2 separate regions of the Mus musculus genome follow, and region 2 is linked to region 1. The links are chromatin contacts, called in public HiChIP or PLAC-seq maps. All regions are on one chromosome and are shown on one strand. Each heading gives the region's core, a stretch centred on a gene start, on an enhancer-like site or on the middle of the called end of the contact. The rest is flanking DNA. Distances are from core to core; before and after follow the strand shown. Region 1 holds the start of Sorbs3 (sorbin and SH3 domain containing 3). Region 2 overlaps Pebp4 (phosphatidylethanolamine binding protein 4).

What was found. HiChIP or PLAC-seq counts read pairs in DNA pulled down with a chosen protein or histone mark.
Region 2: a FOXA1 HiChIP or PLAC-seq map of pancreatic cancer cells shows a contact between it and region 1. The contact joins the enhancer-like site here to the promoter of Sorbs3 in region 1. A contact is called at or near these places in 6 of 39 promoter capture datasets (the C10 cell line, the HPC-7 cell line, cranial neural crest and 2 more), 1 of 115 datasets of contacts at active chromatin or transcription factors (pancreatic cancer cells) and 3 of 9 other capture datasets (adipose tissue, embryonic stem cells and liver).

Annotation. Positions count from the first base shown.
Region 1 is chr14:70,204,368-70,210,414 of GRCm38.p6, forward strand. Sorbs3 (sorbin and SH3 domain containing 3) reads right to left here and starts at 3,304. Exons shown (of 21, transcript NM_011366.3): 1 at 3,157-3,304. The coding sequence starts at 3,260. Gm26908 (a long non-coding RNA gene) reads left to right here. Exons shown (of 5, transcript XR_874791.3): 2 at 997-2,487; 3 at 3,221-3,645; 4 at 4,412-4,555.
Region 2 is chr14:69,907,185-69,913,267 of GRCm38.p6, forward strand. The region is part of intron 3 of Pebp4 (phosphatidylethanolamine binding protein 4); the gene reads left to right. Among named protein-coding and RNA genes, the nearest start is that of Pebp4, 70 kb to the left of the region's middle. Within about 2 kb of position 4,772, at least 61 of the 459 cell types and tissues checked have an H3K27ac peak or open chromatin away from gene starts, as enhancers often do. A contact at or near this core is called in pancreatic cancer cells, where this site is marked.

The sequences.
Region 1 (6,047 bases), core at 2,054-4,553:
CATGGTTCAGGGGCACAAAGGGATTTTAGGGTCTAGAGAGCTGGGGTATAGGATCTTCAGCTCTTCATCTTTATGGCTGAATGGGGCACTAGGGGGATAGACTTACATCACCTTTTGGACTGGGCCAAATCAGGCTTGTATGTGCCTGTGGGGTTTGTGGGGGTTCCAAGAAAGGACACCAGATATCCCAGGTGGTGTCCTGTGTGTGGTAGGATATGTTCAGTGCTGTGAATGTGATGGGGTGGGGGAGGGCAGGGTGGATCATGTGAGGAGCTCGGGAATGTCAGGACTGTGTACAGCAAGGGGTCATATGGACAGCACAGGAGCTGTGGGAAGGGTACAGAGGAGGCCTGCAGGGCCTTATTTTCTGTGCTCACATCCTGCTCAGGCATGGACAAGGAGACGAGGAAGGCTAGGGTCAGTAAGTCTCTGGTCTGTATTTGTGGGGATTCCTTCTGACATCTGAGCAGCCTTTTGGGGACCCAGCCAATCCCTGACTTTGTGTGTGGGGAGGGGAGGCTGAGGTGCAGCCCACCAGCTGGATTCAATTAAAGCTCTTACCAAAAAGCTAACCATACAAACACACACCCGTTCCCGCCACCCGTTCCCGCAGCCCTCACCGCTGCTGCCTGCCGACTCTCGGACTTCCTCCAGGGGAAAGTGAAGCCAGGCAGACTGATGACCCAGGAAGCCTGGGCACACCGGCTGTGTGCTACCCCTCCCTGCCCGGCTGAGGGCTTGAGGCCAAACTGCCTTCGGCATCAGCAGTTGCACCCATCAGCTGACAGGCCTTCCTTCCCTAATGTCACTGTGTCCCACCCTCCCAGCAAATCCAGAAGTGTCCTCTCTAGGGAAAAAGGACCAGTTCTCCATCACCACCTTGTTTCAGGAGCTACTGACCCTAGGATACCTCCATCGGCTCCCCTCCCACTGAGCTCCTGGGAATACTCGAGGTTAGGATAGGGCCCCCCATGGTGGTCCTGGTTTTTCTCCCAGCAGGCTGCCTGGAGACATTTGGCAGAACCTAAGGAAGACAGAGGTCTCCTGGGGAATTGGTATCTGTCTAGCATAAAACGGACACCTCTGGTGAGTTCCCAGAATCCAGGCAGCCCCTGCATTCCAGCAGACCCCTAGAAGAATGAAGAACGTCCAGGTTTGGTGGACTCCTTCCCATCTGAGTGAGGCCTTGATGGTGGGGACGTCGTTCTCTGCCTTTCCAGGTCTTATCAAACTATAGCTCCCCACTAACAGGGTCAGGGGGTTTCAAATTCACCTTTTCTGGTTTGTACAACCTCAGAGACCAGGACACGGAGGGAGGGACTCTACGCCTTCGCTCCGGTCCACGCCAGGCTATGTCTTGCCTCCTTCCCGCCCCTTTGCATCGCTGAACCTACCTTCCCCCGGCGAGCAGGTGGGGGGGCTTGGGGCTGCCCAGGAGGGCAGGAGCATCCCAGCCCGCTTCTGCCTGGAGCAGCCGCGGCGAGCCCTCGGGGAAAGAGGGCAGGGAAAAGTGCGGGTGGTCACGGCCCTCGTGACTGGTCAGGACGCTGGGCCAGGCTCGGCGCCCAACAAGGAAGAGAGCGGCCGAGGGGGCGCGCTAGGAGGCAGGACCCTGAGATGAATGCGGCAGGAGGAGTTTGGGACTTGGATTTGAACTGTGAGCCGGGGCTATGCTGGAGTAAAGTGGAGATGCCTGCTACTCCCTCACTCACTCCCGCGAGTGCCCTCTGTCCGGCGACGCGCCACGGGAACACTGTGGCCCCTTGCCCAAGGGGCCGGGCTGTCCAGGAGGCGGTGCCGGGAGGGGCCACCGAGGGTCCCCCGGGAGCCCGCTGGGTTTCCCAGATGCCTTCCCCGGCCCCCACCGCAAAGCTGGAGTCAGAAAGGGGCGGGAGGGCTGGCGGGGGCCACTCAGAGTTTCCAGCGACATTTCCAGGGTGTGGGAAGCGAGCTGCTCCACAAGAGCCAGGACACAGGGCAGGAGTGATTAACCGAATGGTCCCTGAGTGCCAGAGCCCGGGTGGGGCCGGAATTAGATACGCAGCCCTCGGCCTTGGAGAGGCAGGAGACAGGCCCGGAGGCAGACAGGCTGGGACCGAGATAAGTCACGGTGGCCCAGGAACAAGGCAACACCCGCTTGGGGAGAGAGAGTTCATGCTTGTTAGACCTAAGCGCACTGACCAGGCGTTTGCAAACACTCGTGTACTGGCAAACGTGAGGATGCTCACACACACGTGCAAAGTTTGGGGGAGGGAATCGACCGGCTCCCTGGACGTGCCACAGCATTGAAGAGGATAAGGGTGGGGCCCTTTGGGCGGGGATGAGGTTAAGAGGGTCTTGGTGTTCCCATTCACCGTATTTGTTTTGATCCTGCTTTTCCGCTGTTCCTACAGTGCTGACTGCTGACGCAGATCTGAAGGACACCGCCCACTGGCTCCCCATTCTCTCTGGCCCTCCCTCCTCCCCTCCTCGTCCAGTCTTCTGCTGGTAGGTGCCAGGGCAAATGTTTACTGACAATGGAAACCCTGGAGTACTCCTAGCCTAGGATTCACTGCGAACCCAAGTCCCCAACAAATCAACCGGTAAAAAAAACGGTTTCTGGTCCACTGCTGAGTATGGTAAATGACACCTACTGCCTTTTAATTGGTGCCTGAGCCACCTGGAGTTAGTGTTTCCCAGGACATCACAGCCCCTAGCACGCTCACCTCTTATTAGCTTCACATTTTCCCAGTTGTGGGGGAAGAACTGTTTGTGGTGCCCGCAAACAAAACCCACCCCCACCTCCCGGGAAACTTAGGTCAAGGACAGCTCAAGAGATGAGCGTGCCAGAGCTCCCATGAGTGGGGAGTCTTCAGGAAGCAGTTTCATAGGCTTCCAGAGATGTAAACCTGCTAACAGGGCTCTGATTCGCATACGTGAGGTGTTTTTAACGGATGTAGGTATTACACAGTACACGGTGTTTGTGGGAGGGGCGGAGGTAGGAAAGCTGAAGGGAGAGAGATGGAGGAGTGGAGGAGCTCTGAGACCCTCTTTGAGGTCAGGCAGCTGTACACAGCCTCTCTGCCACTTGATTATCCACCCATTCCAGGGAAGCAGCCTCCCCCTCCCCCAGGGGATTAAAAGTACTACCCATGTCCCTCTTTAAAGTTTTCCCACCTGTTAGGGTCCTTGGGACTAAGAAGGGCTACATCACTTTCATTGTCTTCTTTGTTGTTCAAAGACGAAGCTGAAGATCTTCCCACTCCAAGAATCCTGGCCATCCCCCTTCACCAGCAGTGAACTTCTTAGGCTCTAAGGCTCTGACCTGGACTCCAAGATAAATATTTAATGTAGAGGGTGCCGCTGAGCTGCCGAAGGTCCCAACTTCCTGTTTCTCACAAGAGAAGGCACAGTGTGGGCAAGGGAGCTGAGGACTGGCTACCAGTCCCATCTCTATGGGGATGGGGAGTCTAGTAAACAGTCTTGGAGGATGTAGGTTGGGAGGAACGGGGAGGGTGGCAATGGAGGGCTGAACTGCTGCAGCTCTGCTTTGTCAGTCAGGCCGGGGCTGGCTCGCCACCTCTCAGGTTGGAGCTCACTGTGTTCACAAGTATTCGGATGGCTTTACAAAACACGGAGGCACGAGGCGCTAGGACCGCAGGGCAGGTAAGTCCAAGGAAACTTAAATAATCTCCTGCCCTCTTTTCTGCCCAGATTTAGGGAGAATTCTTCCTCTTTTAAGAAGATTAGGGAGAAAAATGTAGCAAGAATTCAGAGACTGGACTTAGAGAGCCAGGTGTCTGGTTTCCTGACCCCTCCCCCTAGCTGTAGCTGGCTGCTGCCTGCCTGCCTCACCCTGAGTAGCTTCCAGTGGCACATTAGAGCCAGGTAACATTGTCCCAGATAGTGCAGCCCTGGTCAGTATGCCATGCTCTGTCTCCTGCACACCCTTCTGCTCAAGAGGGACCTCCTTCCCTAGTAGTCGGCTGCCTGCACCCCTCCAGCATGGCCTTGGGTCAAGGACTGCCATGGTTGCCACAGCCACCTGAGCCCATGTAAACACAGTTACGTAACTGCTCTGTTTTTTCTAGCTATCTGATCCCAGTCACCAGGAGCCCCACCCAGCCCCAGGCAGCCAATTCTGTCCTATGCACATTCCCCCACCCCTCAGCCCCATAGTCCTCTTGTCCTCCGCCACCAACTCAAAGTACCATTAGTCAAGTGACTACCAATTAGTCTCAATCACAATTAGTGTCCAGGACAGTCTAGCATTTGGATGAGACACTGACATCTCTGCTGCAGGCCTGACCTTCCTGTTCGGTAGAAAGGCACCGGCTAGTTCCTTCCCTAGGACAAACTTCAGTACATTCTTGAGGTAGGCTTTCATGTCCTTTTTGGTTTGTGCTCTTAGAAGAGTGTTCTCTTTCTACAGATCAGAAGGGAGTAGCCAAGAACACACGGACTCTTCTAGAGTCCGTAACCAACCCAGCAGTGAGGAGCTGAAGCCAAGTCACCATAGATATACTAGCACAGATCTCGACTCTGTTTCATCCCTGGGGCCATCTCCTGATTCCAGGTCTGGCAGTACTGCCAACTAAGCTCTATCAATGGGCCCACCTATGCCAATCACTCATGAGAACAGGGGCAAGCAAGGGAGGGAAGTGAAATGACCCACTTTGGGGCTCCAAGGGCCCTCTTACACACTGGTCTATCTGGAAGTCTGAGGTTTTTTTTTGGGGGGGGGGAGGGGGTTAGTCACTGCAAAGTGAAGGAACTCTAAGGGAAGCAACAACAATAAAAAAACACAGGGCAGGTCAAGGCAGGTCAATGTCAGACCTGGAAGCAAGGACAGGTATGTAAAACCCCACAAGAACAAGAGCCTGGAGATTTCAGGCCTGCTTTGAGCAAATATTTTCATAGCACACATATCATGGGCATCTCATGTTTCCTGGCATCTAAACCCCAAAGGCAGTGAAAAGAATCAGTTCCTGCCCAGTTTATCCAGTCTGTCCTCCAGGAGGCCTGGACACTGACTGACATCACATCCACCATGCGTCCCTTTTCGTGGATAAACAAACAGATGCCATGGCCAGACAGGAATGCCTGAGAAGGACCAACCTAGACAGGCTTCCTTTGGTTCTTACAAAAGGATGGAAGGAGCAAGTAGGTGACAGGTCTCGAGAAAGCAGACTTTGCAGAGTGATGCCCTCAGAGGGAATGGAAGTCAAGTCAGCCACAGACAAGGGCAAAGAACCAGGGCCTGGAAAATTGGGTCGGCCTCAGCCTTCCATCCCAGCTCAGGGAAACTGAGATAAGGGAGTCAGAGAGCTGACTGGCCGGCCAGAGGGTACCATGATAGAGTGCTGCTATCCAAACAAAGGCTAGCCTGTCTTCTGGCCTCCTTGAGTTCTATGATAAACTGTCTGTCTCCACTGTATTAGCAGTAAGACTCAATTTACCTCTAAGTGACCAATGCACTATCAAGAGTAAGCTTTGCAAATAAAATCTTAAGAGTTGTGATCTTTTAAAAAGTGAAGAGGAGGAAGCAGAAGAGGAGGAAGAGGAGGAGGAGGAGGAAGAGGAGGAAGAGGAGGAGGAGGAGGAAGAGGAGGAGGAGGAAGAAGAAGAAGAAGAAGAAGAAGAAGAAGAAGAAGAAGAAGAAGAAGAAGAAGAAGAGGAGGAGGAGGAGGAGGAGGAGGAGGAGGAGGAGGAAGGAGTGAAGCCATCTAATTACCCAGAGCAGACAACAAAGTAGGGATTAGATCTCAATCTAGCAGGGGTCAGTGTGACTCAGTGTCTCATCCTTCTTTCCTAGGCTCTGAAACAGCTTCCCACGACTCTGTAAATAAGGGCAAACATTACCTCATCTCACTGGGGCTTTAGCTAAGGGATAAGGCCACTGTTAACTCAGGATGTCACTGGGGTAACAACATAAAATGCTCACTTGGCTTTTGTGCAGTTAAAAAATCCGGGCTCATTTTTCTGGTCTTAAAATTGCACACTGTGGCTGTATTTGATGTCAATGTTGCTATTTGGATGCAGCAGACCTGGATTTAGCCTTTCCACCT
Region 2 (6,083 bases), core at 3,522-6,021, 300 kb before region 1:
TTGATCTAAGCACCTAAGGCATCTAAGCAAGCATCCTGGCACTGCGTTATCCTCCCGTCCCCGGCCCATTCCTTTGTCTGCGCTGTTTGAGTGTTCTTTTTATAGTGTATGTCTCCATCTTTTCCAGTCTGTCGTTCCCCTCTTGACTCCGCCTGGTTGTGCCCAGCAGGCCTGCTGGATGAATGAAAAGAAGCCAGAGTAGTCGGTCAGGGTATGGAACCTTGGGGAGAGTGTGTGGGTGAGTGACCACCATATGCCACAACCTACTCCTTAAAGACCTCCATTAGGCAAGGCACCAAGTCTCAGGGACACTCCTGGAGGAAAAAAAGAAACAAACAGCAAAAGTCCCTGACTTTGCAAAGTACACTTTCTAGTAAGGGACCACTTATGAAGAGATACATGTTTACAATAGTTGTAAATAAATGTTATGATATCAAGATGTGAGCCTAACACAAGAATAGATACAAAAAATTAGAGATGCTGACACGGGATACTGAGTCTTTGCAAAGCTCTGGGGACTTGACCAGACTGGGACAGCAAGAGAATGAAGAACAGACCAACAGATGGCCACAAAAAAGCTGGGCTCTCTCACAGAGATGCCACAGCATGGCAGTAGCTCAGCCTGGTATAATATATAGTTGAACAAAGCGGTAGGGTTATTACATACGGCTGAGCAGGGGGTAGTGTTATTACATACAAGGAGACAGATTTTACTAATATTGGTAGGCACAATCTCCATAGGGAGCACTCTTCAAGATATACATATCCAGCTATGGTGGACATTTTCTACATACACTATCAGTATTTACCCACATACCAGAGAAAGGCTTTTCCATCCCTTTAAGTCTCACCCTGAGGGGCTTTTGGAGGGAATGGCCCCCATAGGCTTATATATTTGAGTACTTTGTCCCCAGGTGCTAAACTGTTTGAAAAGGATTAAAAGATGTGGCCTTAAAGGAGGTTTCAAAAGCCCACTCCAGTCTCCCTGTCTCTGTCTCTTTCTCTCTCTCCTCTTAGTCTGCTACCTGTGGATCAGGATATAAGGCTCTCAGCCATGTTCCAGTACCAGGCCTGTCTGCTTCACTCCGTGACCATCACAGACTTACACAACGTGGCTAAGCCCTGAGTTAGACAAGAGTTGTCTTGGTCATGGTGTTTCTTCACAGCCAGAGAACAGTAACTAAGTCCTTGACACGACCGTGCCCACACCAATAGCACACACTTACGCAGGACTTCATTCAGAGCTTCCCCCAAGGAGACTTTCTCCATCTAACTATGATGGCAGGGTAGACTTCATCAAGCTAATGAGGCATGCAATATAAGCAAAGAGGTCAAAGGAAACCCAAGGGCAGAGAAGTTAGAGAGATCGTACCAGGAGAATGACTGGTGTGTTTTTGGTCTCAGGAGGCTGATATGATTACACAAGGATGACCCGTGTGTGTGTGTGTGTGTGTGTGTGTGTGTGTGTGTAGGATCAGAGGGACTGAGACAGGCCCAGTGCAGATGAGACGCCACACTTGAGACCCACTCTGCTCACAATGACAAGCACTTTCCTTGAGACATCAGGTAGCTGGGCTTGGAGCCCGGAGTTGTCTGTACAAGACACAGCTGGTTGCTTTGGAGCGTAAAAAGATTACAACTCCTGTTCCTCCTGGCCCAGCCTTTGTGGCGACTTTCAGGGGAAGTGTAGAGACTCTAGGAAATCAACCCATAAAACAGCCACACCCAGCAGACAGCAGCTCCTTCCAGACTCTCTTGAGGTTTAAGGCAGGCAAAGCCATCCAAGCTGCTAAAAAAACAACAACAACAAAAAAAACAACAAAAACAAAAACAAAAAAACCCAAAAAACATATTCAAGAGGATCAGATAGAGGACGGCACCCCCTTTTCTCTCCTTCCCCCCACCCCTAGCTCCAACCATGACTGTTCAATACTAAAAAGACAGAGAAGGAGAACAACTGGTGTGTTTCCTTTCCCTAGTGGCAAAGAAATAGACACTTTGGAGTTTTAGATCATCACAACCAGTCTGCTTGCCTCTTCACCTCGAAGGCAGGCAGGTAATGAAGAGGGGGAAGGCTCAGGGGGAGCAGAGGCAGGGGTACCCACCCACCTCCTGGGCCAATCTGATGAGTCCCTGGCCCTTAGGCAGTACAATGCTGGCCCAGGCCCTGCTGCCTGTGGTCTATGAGTGCAAAAAGGAGCTGTGTAAAGAGAAGTGATCTATGACTGTGGCTCTGCTACCCACGAGCCCAGTATTAGGTGAATTCCTAACTTCAGTAGCCTGGGTCCCTGGTCTAACATACCAGCTGTGTCCTCACCCTGGAATACAGCCAACTGCCCGAGCGAGAGTTTTCACATTAAACGTCCCTGACTCTCTTTACTAAGTGGCAGATGGTGGATTTCATGCAATGACGTGAGCAAAGGCCCCTCTATTTCCAGCCTGGAGCAGCGAGGCTGTTTTCCTTGCACTCCAAGCTGCAACTCTGGGGCGGGAGTGGGAGGAGCCAGGGAAGCTTGGGGTGAGGGGTGCTGGACCAGGAGGGGGGAAGAACAATGAGTTGGCCTTTGTCCCAGGCTCCTAGTCAGGGAAAGGGGGACCAGGGCAGTTTGACAAGCCTGGGGTAGGTGTAAGGGACAAGACCTGCCATCCACCACCTGAAAATCTAGTGCTTTAATAAGCCAAGGCTGATATTAGACCTCGTGTGCTGAGGGGACCTCAGAGAGATGGGCCAGAATGGCCAAGTGGGGGTTATTGATGGAATGTCTCTGCAGGCTCCGATCTGAGAGAGTAAAACTGAGTTATGAAATAGGACCAGATTAATGAAAATGCATCCAGAACAGCCCATTCCATCTGCCTTGATTTCCACCCAGCACTTGGCACCTTCTGACCCAAATATGTTGATGGCGGGTGGCTTCTAATGTCCCACACCCAGCTTTTCCCACCTCCAAAGACAGAGGAAAAAAAGTGATTTATCACATAATAATATCAGGAATATCAGTCCACCTCTGGACCACTCTCTAGGGTCCCTAAGGGAATTCTAGGCATGGCAGGTTGCAGGAAAATATCAGGGATTAGGAGTCTTCTACCGGGGCTTCCTTAGAAAGGCCTCTACTCTTCTTTCCACTTTCTTCCTTGCTTTTCTCCCTCCCAGCAGGCTGGTTTCCCGATTTCCCTGCCATTTCTTGTCCCACCCACAAAGGAGTACTCGAAGCTCCTTCTCCTCTATATGACTTCTCCCAGCTCCCCACTCCTGTACACTGTACACTGTACAACTGTACACTGGTGGCACTGGTTTCCTCCTTAGAAGCTTCATATTCCTTATGGAAAATATGTTGCTTATAAAAAAAAAACTAAAAAAAAATCACCCATTATTTGGACAAATATTCTCCTAGTCTTGTTCCTCCTTCCTGTTTATTATGTGTATTTTAATTGACAGTAGGCTGTATTTATCCCTTTCTGGGGAGAGGGGAGGCTAGGGGGCTCATGTCAGGCTATGTGGTTAAGCACAAAAGAGGCTGGTTATCACAGTGGTTAGTTGTGGCTGAGTGCTGGAGTCTAGCTGGGTTTAAACATGCAATCCAGAGACCTGAACAGTGGCTGTAGGTGTTTCTGCGTTTAGAATATGTGATTGTCACCAAGCCTTTATAATTTAATTTTGTTTTTCCTTTCTGGTTGCATGGTGCAGTTCCTGCATTCAGTGATACCCACTTCCATATTTACCACCCTAAGCATCTTCCTAGGTTTACAAACAGCCATCCCCTAGGGTAGCATAATGCCCCCAGCCAACAATGCCCAGAGAAAGGAACCCAAGATCTGATGGTAGGAGATGTGTTTATTTGCCCCATGGCTTGCTGAGTGGGGGACAGTAGTAATCAGGTGTGCTGACATTGCCCTTCCTTTGGTCATTCAGCGGGGGACCTTGAGACAAGCAAGACGTCCTGGACATGCTCAAGTGGTCTTATTCAGGGGACTCCAGGCAGGTACCCTATTGGGTGACAGGCATCACCATGGCCTATACTCCCTAGGCATCCTAACCAGCTAGGTGCCTCTGTTGCTCCTGCACAGAGACTCTTTACGCCCACCCAGGACCTCGTAGTGGCCGGACTGCACTCCCACAGCGAGCGTGCGGGTCTTCAGGGCACCTCCACTTTTGCCCCTTTTGTCCCGAAGGGTGTGTCCTTTTGCCCACCTGGTTGGTGGGGAGAGTTGCGTCTCCTGTCATCTCTGCTTGCCCTGCAGGCTGGCAGGAGGGGCATGGTTGGAACCGAGTCCTCAGCTGCCTGTTTGCACTGGCAGTATCCCCTCCTGGGCTTCTCCCAGCATTACACCGGTGGGAGGCAGGGAGGGCACCACACTCTTAGTAAGCCGAGGAATCCCCTCCTGGTGGCTGTGAAGGGGATCAGAAGGGGGCGAGGCTCTCCAGTGGCTGCCTTTTAGTTTTCCAGGGAGGCGCCATCCTCTCAGCTCAGTGGTGGAGATGGAGGTGCTCACCAATCTGTTCTGGGGACAGCGCATCTCTTCTCCCCACCCTGCCCTTGACGGTGTGTGTGGAGAGCCCAGGTCCCTTGGCAACCAGTCACCCCAGCCTTCCCTGTGAGAGGACCTGAGGTGATTCTCCTCCCAGCTGCTTGTGCCTCTTGCCTGGCTGCCCTAAGCAAGTTGCTTTGTCATTTTGCAAAAACACCTTCCACCCTCCCCACCCCGCCCCCTAGTCTGTTTCAGAAATGGCATTGACTCAGACCTGAGTCACAAGAGAATGTGGGCCCTGGCCCTCTCCTAAGGTTCTGCCCTAGCTGCGGCCAGCTCTCCACCCACGTCCCCGAAGCCTGCTGGACTCACAAGCTACCTCTTGGCTATCTAGCCCGATGGACGGGCTACCCTCAACCGCCTTTCCACCTCCCAGGGCCAGCTCTTCCCTGACTCCCCTAACCTTCCATCCCAAGTGCTGCAAAGGCCGAGAGTCTCTAACTCCTGTGGGCTACAGTCTTTTTCTCTGTCCCTTGTCCCCACCCCAACCCCCCTCCCCCCACCCCCACCCCCAGGCAGGACACCTGCCTCTGGCTTTCCCAAAGAGAAGACAGGTGTCTGGGGTCAGTGCAGGAGCCTGGTGCTCAGGAAAGGACACACAGTATCTCCAGGTGGATGACCAGTATGCATTGCCCCTCGGGACCTTGGGCCAGCCACCTCCTCCTCTGACTACCCTTCCTTCACCCCTCCCACCCCTCCCCAGCTCTGGGTTAGAAGGTGCCACACGACTCTATTTTTAGTCCCACCAGGCTGCCTGCTAGGAGCAGTCTCCATCTGCAGCACTCAGAGCCCTTCGCAAATGCTAATGAATGGGAGTGCTTCCTCCCAGTGACAGAACTTGAGCAGGTACTTCACCCTCCCCAGCTATGTTGTAGCAGGGGAAACTGAGGCACGGGGTTAGGGTTTGGAGATGTGATCCAGGCATTCACCCAGAAAAACCTTAAGTTTCCTACACCTTTTGTGGCTTCAGCCTTTAGGTCTTGAGTTACATTCACAGGCTGGGCAGTACATATGCTCAAAGACCAATCAAACTCCTAGGACAGATGAGCCCAGAAACTGATCATCTCCACTCCATCTGCAGTCCCTCGCTGGGGGTTCAGTGATGTTTATGGTCTGCTCATAATCCCATTTGGCTTCCTGGAGGAGATGAGGCCCGCCCACCCGAGTCCAGGCTGTCTTTGAGAGGAAGAGTGTTAAGCAGGAGGCAGAGGCAGAGGGCACGAGGTCAGTCCTTACACAAAAGGAGTCGCTGCTGCTGAAAATGTGCTTTGTGTGGAGATGGGGGGCAAGGACATCAGCCTGGGTGGGCTGGCATGGGCTAGCTGAAGTGGGTTTGATAATCATGGTGGTGGCTGTCAGGAGGATGTTATTGGTAGGTTAAGAGGCTCCTGCAGTAATGTAGGCAGATGATAACTACGCAGGGCAGGCATCCCGGAGAGAAGCCACAGAGAAGACAAGTGTTTCGAGAACCCTCTCTCTGACAGTCACTTAGCCAGGGCTGCTGGTGGCACAGCCCCCTTTACCCTGTGGCCTGCTATCAGGCAGGCATTTCCCTA